Linked DNA regions of Columba livia: region 1 is linked to region 2. Evidence: chromatin contacts called from public Hi-C data. All regions are on one chromosome and are shown on one strand. Each heading gives the region's core, a stretch centred on a gene start, on an enhancer-like site or on the middle of the called end of the contact. The rest is flanking DNA. Distances are from core to core; before and after follow the strand shown.

What was found. Hi-C and Micro-C count contacts between places; a contact is called where the count stands out from the background.
Region 1: a Hi-C map of crop shows a contact between it and region 2, with 2.2 times the contacts expected there. The contact joins the enhancer-like site here to the promoter of ZFP36L2 in region 2. A contact is called at or near these places in 2 of 2 Hi-C or Micro-C datasets (crop and liver).

Annotation. Positions count from the first base shown.
Region 1 is chr3:93,978,625-93,985,141 of bColLiv1.pat.W.v2, reverse strand. No RefSeq gene overlaps it. Among named protein-coding and RNA genes, the nearest start is that of ZFP36L2, 240 kb to the right of the region's middle. Within about 2 kb of position 1,326, at least 2 of the 3 cell types and tissues checked have an H3K27ac peak away from gene starts, as active enhancers do.
Region 2 is chr3:93,733,522-93,740,869 of bColLiv1.pat.W.v2, reverse strand. ZFP36L2 (ZFP36 ring finger protein like 2) reads right to left here and starts at 3,185. Exons shown (of 2, transcript XM_065058304.1): 1 at 2,902-3,185; 2 at 402-2,233. The coding sequence starts at 2,952. The coding sequence ends at 863. It overlaps THADA (THADA armadillo repeat containing), which reads right to left. Exons shown (of 38, transcript XM_065058283.1): 38 at 6,494-7,348.

The DNA.
Region 1 (6,517 bases), core at 77-2,576, 250 kb before region 2:
CAGAAACCACCTAATTTACCATTTAAACAAAAAATAAAAGTGTAAAACCCACCGTTACAGCCTTTATCTAATGTATTCTTTGCCCTAAGCAACTGTTAATATAGTTACATAAATTCTCATTCTGTTAACTTAAATGTAAGGCAAGTCCAAAGTTTCATGGAGCAATAGGAATTGCTGCTGTAAATTAGACCTGTGTGCAGCCTACTGAACTTTAAAAGATTTCTGCCAGACTCCTCAGGCATGAAGTGATATTTTGAACACTGTAACAGTGGCTAGAAGCTTCAGGAAAAGGTGTTCGTTATTGGAAAAGTTTTGTTCACAGTGGGAGTTTGCTCTAATCCTGCACAGATTTAGAATTAATTTTTCAAGAGAGACCAAATAATACCCTAAATTCCATTAAAATTCGATGGGATTTATGTGCCTAACATCCTAAGTCCTTCTGAAAATCTAAGCTTTTATGTTTGGCTTATGCTGTAGAGCATGAGAGGGAAATATTTCTTATATAACTCAAACAGCTCAGATTATACACAAGTAATCCAAACCATCTGTGGATCACTGCAGTCAAAAATTCGCGGGCTGCTTCCCCTCCACCCCCTTTTTTTTATTATTATTATTATTATTATTATTATTATTTTAAATAGGGTTTCTAATACATTTAGGCTTCGGACAGAGTAAAAAAAAAGTACAACTCTTGGGTAAGCATCAGAGCAGCCACAAAGCTCCCCTGGTTTTCATGGCTGGTCCCCTGTGTGCAGCTGCAGCTCAGTGTTCAGGGAGGAGGCAGCTCTGCAGAGAGAGCACCAGCTGCAGGTTCCCCCATGCCAGGGGAATCCCCAGCCAGGGAACTCAATCCACTTTGAGCTATCAGAGCGGCACAGAGGTTCTAGACCAGCTTTGGGTATGGCTCTGGTATTGAGGTGACCCAGAATTTCCATCCGTTACTAACACAAAATACACTACAGAATTAGAATAACTGCACTGTCTTTGTATGGATTGTCTAGAAGTGACTTAAGATGATTAAAAAGGATAAAATCAAATTACTAATTTAAATCAATAGCATTGTAAAAGTGTACTTCTTGTGCATTCCTACTTTTTTTTTTTTTTTTACAACACATAGGATTAAAACAGTAGAGATGTGTTCAGTTAAAATGTCATCTGGACTCTGGCAGCTTGAACATGTGGCTCCACACAGGAAGGCTTTAGATGGTGCTCTGCTCTGACCGATACTAATGCAAAAAGTCAGCAAGAGGAAAGTACCAGAATAAATGTAAAAGCCTTCCACTACAAAACAGGAAGCAAAACAGCACCAAGAAGCTGTGCTGTTTGCCGGGGATATGTTCAAATCAGATGTTATTGAAGAGATTCGCCCCAAACTAGGATGCTCTGAAAACAAGTTTAAAGACAGGTCACAGATTCAAATGGAACCTAAAATTAGTACAGAGTGTTTTGTCTCTTCGCTCTATATTCCGGTGCTACGTAATGAGATCATATTGCTGTCAGAGCCAAATGATCTCTCTTACTGCTGTTGCTATGAGAGGCCAAGAGAAGCTGCCAAGACCTCCAGTGAGGCATTCTCAGTGAAAATCTATATACATGTTTTTACTGCCCTTTCTATCACTGTTCAATGTCTTACAGAGTTAACATTCTGATATGGTAATTACTTACCTAGCAAAGAGTAAAGCTGTGCGTGATTCCACAACACACAGCCGATAAGGGGATGCATTTAATGTTAGAAATATTTTGTTGAGTAGAAAACCTGAGGCGGGAGTTGGCTGCTATGAGCATTTCAAAATCTTATATAAAAATTAAAATTGGAGTAGACTCAAAGGCCTCACTTATCTCTCATTTTTACAAGTGACGATCCAAACGAACTCCCAAATACTTAAAGAACAATCTTAGAGTAAAATCTAATGTGATGGAAGGCTAATTAAGCCGCCTTGAAAAGTTAAAATTACCAAGAGTAGGAACTTAAGAAAAAGCCATTTTCAGCAAAATAAGTTGGTTGGAATGGTACGTTGTTTCAAAATCTGGTAGCAATCATCTTTGTATTAATATGCTGTAAATATGTTCACGGAACGAAAAAGAAATAAATACCAATCTTGAGAATATACTGGGAAAATGATATTTTCAACCAGCTGGCACTTGTCAATAGGCAAGGCTACTGTCAGAGCTCGGGCAGTCTTATTCCTTAGGTATGCACAGAGACCAGAGTACAGATACACCCACTCTGACCACTGACACAATTGCCAGCGGCACACGTAACTCTACTCTTACTTTAGTTTTTCAGGACAGTGTTTCTACAAAGTTGCTCAGATAATCTGGAATTACCGTAGGATCTGGTGGTGCCATCTAAAACTGCATCTGTCACTCATGTCCAATAAGGAGGCAGGATAAAAGCTAACTACATACAGCCCAAAGAGGCAAGCTGATGTGGGATCAAACATGAACAGAACTGGACTGCTTTTTGGCTGAGATTGTTATTGCTGGCCCTAACAGACCTAGTGATCCTGTTTTTCTGAGATCTTTGTGACTTCAGACAGCATTTATTTCAGAGGGCAGACTGACATATACCCAAGAGATGAATTGCAGATATCTCAGGACAACTTCAGTTCTTCAGAGGAAAGATGTAGCAATGCAAGGTGCAATCCCAGGGCTTCAACTCAGCTTCCCACCCCTTTTGCCAATATATTTGGTGAAAAAGAGGGGATGAGAGAAGAGGGAAAGAAAAAAATAAAGTAAATGGAGGTCAGATATATATAAACTAAAACAGATTTAGTGTTTTTTCACTTAGTTTGCAAATTTTACTTAAAACTTTTAAACCCTTTGGTACATTTTAATCTCAGAGGCAAGGCCAATTTATGCAAGCCAGCCAGAATATGTGAAAGGGGTAAGGGTTGAGCCTTTTCACCTAAGACCAGAGATGATCAGTATCAAGGCTGCAACTAGAACTTAGGTTCTCACAGTCCTGGTTTTGCAGTTACATTTCTGGGACTCATTGTGTCCCAAATGAGCCTTTTTTACTTTCTTGGCATTACTACCAGAACAGCCTTTTCCATCTACAAGGAAATCTGATTCTCCTGCATCATAAAGAAAAATCAGTATCGCATTTGCTGAAATCAGAGGGACATCCATTTGTAGCAGGTGTTAGGAGAACCAGGTTTAGTATCAGATTTTTCTCTTGAGAAGTCATTCCACAAGTTAACAGAAAACCTTCTAAAGTTTACTCCTGAGGATTATTTTGGATGTAATAGAGACAAAACTCAGTTGGACCAATCTAGAACAAACAGATGTTTTATTGTTTGTTTTTTTTTTTCCTCTAGATTGTCCACTGAAATAGAGTAATACCTGGGTTCAACAGCTCATGAATTTAACTTAAGCGGTCATACTTGTGTAGCATGAGGCTTCATAAGCTGTTTGAATAGATTTGCTTCTAGATCTAGAGAAGACATTTAGGGAAACATTGCTCCTGAATGGATTGCATAACACTTAATAAACCTTTTTCTTAACTAGCATCTTTGCCAAATAGCACCTCATTTTAGTTTCTCAACCTTACAATAAAAATATGAAGAACCTGTCTGGCCACTAAGAGCATTCACGTAAGGGGATTTTCAGTCTAGTTATATATAAGCATCCTCTAAGAGGTTTAAACCACAAACTTTTACTGCAATATAAAAAGGGACTGTGCAGGACTTTCTAAAAACATTTGTGCAGAGGCATGAATAGCCGTCTTGGGGAAACTCCCTGTATTAATAGAAATAGCTGTTATTGCCCGTGCTGTGCAAAAGCTCAGAGGGAATAATTACAAATATTCTTGTAACTTGTTCCGTTTGAAGGTAGTGGTTTTCAGAAAGACATCTTAATAAGTGGGAAAGTCAAAAAGCAAGCTGATTAAAAAAAAAGCAGCAGTGTTTACTAATACAAACACTGGCAGTAAGAACTGTCATTCCCCTCCACCAACACACACATTTCTGCCCAAGGGGCCACCGGTATTCTACTCCCCACGAGATCAAATTTCCCCTTTGCCTCAGGGTTTATAACTGAAGCAAGACCATTTCTCATTTTCATGGACTGCACTCTAATTAGCAAAGTATCAGCCCAGACCTTAGGATGTCTGAAAAATTAAGGTCTAGGATAAGGAGGGGGGGAAAAAAATGTAACCACCAATGTAAACCTATGGATTCTGATGTTAACACATGGCATTTCTCAGCTGCGATCAATTACAGCAGAGACTGCAACAGAAACCTTGTACTCCTCCCCCCTCAAAGGCTTCAGCTGTAGCATCTTCTGCTGTCCCCAAAGGCTTCAGCTATAACATCTTTTCTTGTGCTATTAGTTGCTCCAAAATAAGGGGAGGGGGTCATGCATGACTGACAGCCAACCCATTTTTATAATCTGTCTCCAGAGTACTGGGTGTAAGAATGCCAATTTAACAGTAAGGAATATTTAAATTACCAGTTATTTATGCTCATGTAAAGTCACTGTTGTTACAAAGTATTCTCCAGTGTTTCCTGGACACACATTCTCAGCTTTCCAGAAATTTGGCTGAGGTTATCAACACCAATTAAGGAAGCAGCATGAGAAACAGAAAACCTGAGACATCAGAGATTATGAAATGCAATCTATTTTGTTTCTTTTCTGAAAGAGCCATTCACAATAAAATTTAATGCTGAATTCAAACTGTGGGCCATTAAATCTCTCACCAATAGAACCCTTTGGTTTTCAGGACTTGTCTCACATACAGCACAGGCTGCCTGGGGAATAGAAATCCAACTAGTTTTGACATTTCAGTTGCCTGTTTATTGATGCTATCTGCTTACATCTTGCATAGCAGTAAAAAAACAACCCAACAAACAAACAAAACCAAAAAAAAAACAAAAACACCCCACAACAACAACCAACCACAACATTCTATTGCATGGATATCACAAAAAAAAACATAGTGACCTGCCAGGAAGTCTCCACGTTTTTTCATCTTGAAGTTGTCCAAAGGAATAACCTTTAAAGTCCCTAGGACTTTGTTGGGTGGCCAACTTGAAGTCAAGAAGCCATGGAGCTCAGCATTTCATGAGGAGGGGCTGGGGAGGGGGCGGGAAATCAAGGAACAATGCCTTCCAGAATACCAGGCAGAGATTGAAAAGTATAAACCTAAAAGTTGCGCATTTTTTCAGATTTTGGGGTTTGCGGGGGGGGAGATGTTTGTTGTTGTTTTGTTTGTGTGGCTTGTTTATTGTTTTTTTTTTTCCCCCTTAGGAAAACCCCACCAAACACACACAGCAAACAGCTAGGCTTAGAAGATGACTACTTTTAAGAGATGATGGGGTTAAATTGTCAATCTAAGTACATACACATTCATGAATGTCCCTCCATTCATCCAATCGGTAACCAAAAGCAGGAAACTGGGATGCAAGAAGTATTTGCTCTTTGATTTTCTTTCTAGTTTTACTTAGCTTGGAAGATCAGAAGAGATATTTACAACATAGTCCTACTTTAATTATATCCAGAGACTTGTATTTATAATGAATTGAAAACAAGTTTCTAATTTTGTAAGACTAACAAGGCTGAAGTTTTTCCATGCCACGTGTTTGAGTAAACCAAATTTGGAGGGGGAAGAAAGGGAAGAAGAGGAAGAAATTCAGTCAACAGCTCAGCTGTTTCTAAGAATGAGGGGCATCAAAAGTAAATTGGTTTTGCAAAGCTCAAATTCTATCAGCCTTTTATTCAAGCATCTCTAACATTTCTAGACCTTGGATTAGGAATATTAAATTTCACAAGGGAAATCTTTGCACTGAGGATGGCCCTTTGTGGCTCCTGTGTACAATTCTGCCACTCTAAGCTCTTGCAAATGAGAAATGAAATAAAGTATCCATTTGTACCTAGAGATATTTTAGCAATTAACATTTCCTAGTCTCTCTTCATTTAGCAAGCTGCCATCTCTCATCAGTCCAAGCTGCACATACTATTCAAACCAGGAAATTTTAACATGCTCCATGCATTTACAACTTCTGCCTGCAACTGCCACAGAATATCTGAAGTCATTCCAGCTTGAGAAGAAGCAGATGAATCTGGATTTATTTTTCATTTCTTTATGTAATACCTCCTTCTGTTTCCTTTGCTTGGGAAACTGATGGTAGGGGCCTTGTCTGTTCTTGGTAAATCAGTGAATCCCCAAAGGGCTTTATTATGTCTAAAAAATATTCCTTTGAAATGAAAACTGGAGGTGCTTGGGAGAAGGCAGGGAAACAGGACTGAAGAAGTAGGGGGTTCTGATCTGAAGAAAGAATGCCTTTTGGATTTCAGCATAGCAGAGGTGTTCATGGTAAAGACTGGGAGGGCCTGAGCACAATCTAAAGATCCACGGAAGAAATAAATGAAAGTGAAGGTGGACATGCAAATAAGCATTAGACAGACTAAGGGCTACAACTGATGGGTCCGGGACAGCAGAGCAAAGGAAGAAACAGGCAGCAGTGGATCTGGGTGGGCAGTGCATTTACAATGAGAAGACACAAACCAGCCAACT
Region 2 (7,348 bases), core at 1,936-4,435:
TTTTCATCATACCCGATAAATACAGTATGAACAAATTACCAATGTATACTTTTCACAAGATAATAAATAAGTTAAATAGTTTCATATTGAGTTGTGTGCAGTGACTCATTCATGCAATCAACTCAAACAGCTAAAAAAAATTAAAAAAAAAAAATCAGCAGTTATTCTCCAACAATTACAAACTAAACTCAGTTGAGTGCTTCCAAATAAAGCAACAACAAACAAAAATTGTTCTAAGCCAAACATCCACTAAGTGGTGGCAATGGAACCAATATTAAACTTTGGAATGAAGGTTTTAGCATTTGTTATAATAATAATATATAGATATATAAAAAGGAAGGTTGTTATCAAGGCATATTCTTGGCAGGATGTTGGATTTTTCTTTCTTTTTTTTTTTTAAAAAAAAAAAAAAGCTTATAGGTTTAGTATGTTCTGTGTTTTTACTTAAACTGGATTGAAAGACAAACTAGCTTGTAACTTTGTGTGTGTCTGAAGGTTTGGAGGAGCTGGGCAGGCTGGACACACGCTCCCCAGATTGATTGTTGCTTTCAGGTGGTCTTTTCTAATGCTTTTTTCTCTTTTTTTGAACACAGATGGAATGGCTGCTGCTGGTGCATATCATAACTTGTCTCCAAAGAACAACAAGATAAAAACCCCAAAACAAAATCCCCTTCTTCCAAGGTCTCTCTATAAAAATAAGTTTTGTTCAGTTCGTGTCATTTGCCCTTTTGCAAAATGCCTTGTTTTGTTCAGCTCTCGATGTATATATAGATAGATAGATGTATAAAAAGAGGAGGATTCGCTTTCTTCGCTCGTTAACTTACTTGCTCGGCAGCCGCACGGCCGGACGCCCCCCGGCCCCCTAGTCGTCGGAGATGGAGAGGCGGCTGAAGATGGGCAGGCGGCGGCCCGAGTCCAGGCTGGGCGACTCGGAGCCGCTGAGGGAGCCGGAGCTGAGGGAGCCGCTCAGGTAGCTCTCCCGGTCGGAGAGGGAGTCCGGGGGGCTAGGCGGCGCGTCGAACACGGGCGACTCGGAGAGGCGGCGGAGGGGCTGGAAGCTGAAGGGCGGCGAGGCGGGGGGCGGCGGGCAGGCCCCGCCGGGCGGCGGCTGCTGCTGGCAGCGGTAATAGGCGGCGGCGGCCGCAGCCGCGGCGGCGGCAGCGGCGAAGTTCTGGGTGTGCAGGGCGAGGGGCGCGATGAGGCTGCCCAGCTCCTGGCCCGAGAAGGCGAAGGCGTTGTTGGCGCAGGGCGGCGAGAGCAGCTCCTCGCAGTAGGACGCGGAGGCGGGCGGCGGCGGCGTGCGCGACCCGCCGGGGCTCTCCAGCAGGGGGGCGTCCAGGCGGCCGCCGGGCGGCGGCGGGGCGGCGCCGTGGGGGTGCGGGGGGTGGTGGTGGTGGGCGGAGAAGCCGGAGAAGCTCAGGCTGTGGTGCAGCTTGGGCCGCTCGCCGCCGCGCGGGTGCCCGAAGCCGCCGCCGCCGCCGCCCAGCGGGTGGTCGCGGGGGGCGAAGGCGCGGAGGTCGCCGGTGCTGCCGGCGGGGTGCGGGGGCGGGTGGTGGTGCGGCCCCGCCGCGGCGGCGCTGGGGGGGGCGGCTGTGCCCCCGCCGGGCGCCGGGCGGCGCTCGTCGGCGTTGTGGATGAAATGGCAGCGCGGGCCGTAGGGGCAGAAGCCGATGGTGTGGAAGGTGCGGCAGAGCTCGGTCTTGTACTTGGGGTGGCGGGTGAGGCTGCGCAGCTCGTGGAAGCCGTGGGCGAACTGGCACTTCTCGCCGTACTTGCAGGCGCCGCTCTCCTCGAAGGGGCGGCACAGCTCCGTCTTGTAGCGCGTCGAGTTGATGGGGGCCCCGCCGCCGCCGCCGGAGCCGCCCCCCTTGCCGGCCGCCGCCTGCTGCTGCTGGAGCTGCTGCATGAGGTGCTGGCTGCGCTCGCCGTTCTCGCTGAAGGAGCGGTCCCGGAACTTGTTCTCCTTGTTGAGCAGGGGTGTGGGGCTGCTGCTGCCGCCTCCGCCGGAGCCCGTCTCCTTCAGGCTGCCGAACGAGGAGGAGGACGACGAGGTGGAGGAAGAGCTGGAGCCGGTGGGGCTGGGGAACTTGGAGCCGCCGGCCAGCGCCGGCAGGTTGCTGGTCGAGTGCCGCCGCAGGAAGCCTGGCGCGAAGCTGGAGCTGGGGTGGGCCACCGGGGTCCCCACGGCCTTCTTGTCCAGCATGCTGCTGAGGTTGGTCAGGGACTTCTCCGTCTGTTGGGGCGGGGGATGGGAGGAGGGGGAGCGGGGGGGGGGGGGCGGGGGAGACAGGGAGCGGGAGAGAGAGAGCGTGTTGCACGGTGACCACCAGCCCACCGACAAGGCTCCCGGGGGCGCCCAGCACCCCCTTCGCGGCGCCGGCGAGCGCTGCGGACGCACGACGGGGGTCGAGGCAGGTGTCGCGCCGCCCGGCCGGCCCCAAAAGCGGGTCTGCCGCAAGCACTGGGATGCCAGGGCGAGCGGGGCAGAGCCGGGGAGAAACACCCTTACAAGCTTTGCTGCATGAGCAACTTTTATGAAGTTGCTCCCGGGAGCGCAGCAGTTGTGTGCGAGTGCCTGCAGAGCAGCTCAGCGCCTCTACAGCTTCAGAAAACAAAAAAACACCCCCGAAGCCCCCGCAGCGAGGGTGCAGCACGCCTCTCCGGGTCTCGCAGGCTTGCATCAGCCGCCTTGCAGCAGGACCCGCGCTGCTTTAAACCGGCCAGCTGTCAGGCAGCGAACCGCCCGCAGAACCGGCCGCACACTCCGTCCCGGGCGGCCGTGGGCCTGCCGCCCCGCCAGGACTCGTCCCCCCGGCCCCAGCCGCCGGGAGCGCCGTCCTGCAAACCGCGGCACCGGCCCGGGGCACCGGGTCGCGCCTGGGGAACTACGCTCCTCCCTACCTTGCACAAGAAGTCAATGTCGTAGAAGGCAGATAAAAGTGTCGTCGACATTTCTAGATCCTGTAATGATCGGAAATACAGGAAGGACCGAAAGATCCCGCGCTCCTCGGAGGGTTTGGAAAAGCCACGACTAGATAGGAGGGGGCCGTTTGCTTGAGATCCGAAATGGTCCCGTCTCCTTCCCGGCGCAGCGGGCGGGACGGCGGGTGCCGGGCCGAGGCGGCGACGGCAGCTGCACAGCAGCGAGCGAACTGCGGGAACTCCGCGGTGCCCCGCGCCGCCCCCATATAAACGCGGCCGCGGCCCGCGGGGGCGGTGCCCCGCTCCGCCCGCCCCGCTCCGCCCGGCGGGCCCGCCCCGACTGGCCGGGCCGCCCCGCGGGGTCGCGCCAAGTTTTGCAGAGGGCCGGCAGCAACGGCGGTGTTTGGTGGTTGCTGCGCTGCGGGGCTGGCGGGGAGCAGCGGTGCCGCCGTGTTGCCCGCCGTCAGCCTCCGGTATCCCCGAGCCGGGTGCGCCGACAGCGCGGGCGGGACGGAGCGGGGCAGGGGCCGCGGAAGCGGCCGAGGCAGAGTAGCACAGTGCCTTGCGTGTTCGGCCCCCGTGAAGCTCTCGTCTTCGCACCCTTTTCCCCAAATAGCGGCGCCCCCAGGCCCCTGAGCGGGCCGGCGTTGCCCGCGCATTCGCAGGGCGGGTGGCGGCCGCCGCCGAGCGGAGGCGGGAGCGCAGTACCGTGGGAGAGGCGCGGCAGCGCTGGGGACACCTTTTTCTCCCGCCCCACCGAAAATAAACTTTTGCCACGTAATTGGTTTGAAACAAAGGTCGGGCTCGCACTGCCCCGGTGCGACCGGCGGGACGGCAGCTGGGCACGGGACGCGCGCCCCGCCGCTTCCCCCTCGCTGAGCGGTCCGAGTTGTTTTTTATTTCCCGTTTTCTAATGTTTGGAGAGCTTGGCGGGCAGACGCGGAGAGGCAGCGATGTTAACCCCGCAGCGGCCGCGCTGATGTGCAGCCCCCATCCCCCCACGCCCCCCTCCCGCACCCCTCCCACGCTCAGTCCCAACACCCCTCGCACCGCGGCGCAGCAGCCGCCAAGGTCTTGTGACCCGCCGGGCTGCGCCAGCCTCGTCGCGGGCTGCCCGCCCCGCTCCCTGCGCCCCGCTGCCGCCCCGGCAGCCCTCCCGCCGGGCTGCCCCCGCCGCCGGGATGAGGGCGGCGGCAGCGGCAGGTCCGTGCCGGCGGGGCCCCGTCCCGGGAGCGGGCTGTAGTCCAGGGCGGGCCAGGAGCCGCCGTGCAAAACACCCCCCTTCGCCCTCCCCCCTCCCGCGCCGATAAGGCTGCGCAAACACGACGTAGGAAAGGCGGCGCAGGCAGCGGCCCCGCACCCCTTGTCCTTTCCCGCGTTTGCTCAGCCCCGGGACAAATGGGAAGGGGGAAAATGGACGTGTAAAGTTTTATAGCTGCTAAAGCCAGCAGAGGCGTTTGATCCTCTTCAGCTTCCGAGCCGGGATGTCAGGCCCTGGAAACCCGAGGGTGCAAATCTGACCACGTCAGCAGGAACCCTGCACTTTGAAAACACATTTGCAAAGGAAGGCAACTTTGGGGGGTGGGGGGCTGGTGTTTAGCGCACTTCGAGTCGTGTTTTCACACTCGTCCCCGAGCCGCCGTGCGGCTCACGCTCCCATTTGGTTCCTCCCCTCCCGAGGATGCGGGGGGGCAGCAGGCGGGACGCACCGTGCGCAGCGCGGACCCGGCTCTGCACCCAGCCCCCCCGCACTGCGTTTGAGCGCTCACCCGCGGAGGAGAAAGCCCAGCCTGTGAGGTTAAGGCTGAGCTTATCAACAGAAATAGAAAGAAAAAAAAAAAAAAACAAAAACAAAACAAACAAAAACTCCCGGAAAAGACGCGGGCTGGAGGAGCTGGAGCAATAAAAAGCCCCGACCCCGTTCTTTCCCGTATCCCGGCACTTCACTCGGGCAAGTCCCCCGCTCGCTTTTGGGAGGGACGCAACCGGAGCCGCTTCCCGCCCGTCCCTCCTCCCGCCGGCGGCCCCGCACGGCCCGGGGGGGGGGGCTGGGACGGGCCGGCGGCAGCGCGGGGATCTGCCACCCCCTAGTGCCCGCGTCCGCCTGCACAGCGATTGCCAGCCCCAAATTTAAAATTCCTCCTGCCTTTCCCGCCTCCCGCTCTGCGGGAGGGTTACAGCTTATGATGAGAGTCATGCAAGGAGCAACGTGTCACCGGCGTTTGGAGGAATACTTTGATAAACTGACTTTGATCAAGCGCATGGCAGATCAGTGCTCTGGTATAAGGTTTTGCTAACCCTCTTCTGTAATTGCTGCGTAGGGTTTAAAGGTTCTTGCGTAGTTATAAAGTAACTCAATTCACCAGCAGTGTGTGGTGAAATGTATGTGAGCTGATATATTTTTATTTGCTCTCCATAAACTAAGGCGGGATGGCGGGTTTCAGTTGCATTCTAAAACCACAATAAGGAAGACTGAGTTTTCAAGTTATTTGGGTTACTGATTAACCAGGTTCTCAAGGCTTCACAAAGTTACTTAAGTTTTATGGTCACTGTGGATCTACTACTATGCAATTACACATCTGCATTTATCCATTCGTTGACATTGAATATATAGGCATACACATTTTAAAGTCAATCCAATAAAACCATTGCCAGTGTCTAGTACTACAGAGTCTTACATTGCTCATGTCAGTGATTAACGTCACACGACCTGTAATTTCAACACTATACAAAGTCCTGTTTGTTTTCTACTGTAAAAGCTGTTGCCACACTAGTTCAAAAATGTTGTCAAGGTGTGGTAAAACCGGCAGCTGTTAATTAATTGCACAGGTCTTGACTATTTTTAAGAGTGGCTTCCAGACGTAATCTGGGCTGTTCTTTCCCCAGAAGCTTAAAACAGATGCAAACTAATTTTTAGCCTAACTCAGAGTGTGGCTTGTTAAGCTGGGTAACATGCATTCTGTGAGACATCTTTGCATCTCAGAGTCTAATCTTTCCCTTTTGCCTATCAAATCCTCACGTTTCATTGTAAATGACATATATAAGTAACCCTGAATCCTGGAAACTGTAAAAGTATTTAATTTTTTTTTTATTGCTTTGTTTTTAGTGACTTGGTCTCGTGCAGCATTCAGATGTTCGCTAAGCCTAACTCAGAAGCATATCCTGATTTACAGCAGACTCTTATTTAAACTCAAGAAGTGGGAAGCAATCGGCCATCAGGCACCACAGCACTCAGCCAGGGCAAACTGACGCCTTGCCCTGGCGAGGCTCAGCCAGGCTCTGATGAGGCTAAATCAGGCCCTGTTACTGCCAAGCCAGCCCCCGGTGAGGTTAAACCAGCCCCCGGCAGTGCTAAGCCAGACCTTAGTGAGGTAAAACCGGCCCCTGGCACTGAGGGGTCCAATCCCGGCCCGGCGCGCACGGCGGTGCTGCAGCGCCACCTGCCGGCCCCGCGCCGCCACACGCAGAGCACCCGCCGTGGGAAGAGCTGCTAATTAACCTGCATCATCATCGTCATCATCGAGATTTACGAGCGCACTGCGCGAAAATACACAATTAGGTGCGGAGACTCCAAGCAAGCAGTGGTTTATTGGGCACGTCGCTGTTCCAGGGAGGCTGAACTAAGGACGGCCGCCCCCGCACAGCTTTGTTTTGGCTGCAGCCAAACGCCAAGTCACAGCCCTGGGCTGAAGGAACAAAACGGACTTATAACATAAATATTTATTTTCGACATTTCATTTTCATATCAGAAACCAACTTCAGTTCCCAGGAAAACAAACAAAAAATAAAATTGCAAAGCACAACAACGGCTGTTGCATTTTGGAGGGTGAAATGGTTGAACACTTGGTATATTCCCCACAACTGCTCTACCTGGGCACCCATCACAGCATCTCCCAATATCTCTTCTCATAGGCCTAAGTGCTGAGCAGGGCCGTAATTACCTTCCAGGGCTGCTTGCAGAACAAGGTGTTTCGAAAGTAAAGATGAAACCATTTTGTTCAAAATGGAACAGCTGCTTGGAACACAGCGCTCTTCACTTTAGAGCAATTTTATAAAAGTAGTTACTTGTTTTACAGGAAAGAAAGAGGCATGCAGGAGTGTAACTAGTGCTGTTTTAATCTACAAAATAAGATTCCCACCAAAGGGACAATCCTTGCCTTCCTCCAGAGGAAAATGCAGTAAAATTTAAAATGCAGTCCAAAAATTGTCATGGACAAAGCAGCCACGGTTTGTTTCTTTTTTTTCAGAAACACTTAGCAATAAAGTAAAATTTTTAAAAATATTAAATAATTACCATTCTACATCTTGAAAGGAGATTTTTTTAAAAAAATCAGTATTTTCTCAGGATTAAAACACAGGAGGTAAAAATCTGAGATAAAAAATGTAACACAACTACAGGTGGCCTGCACCTGGATGAATGGAAAAT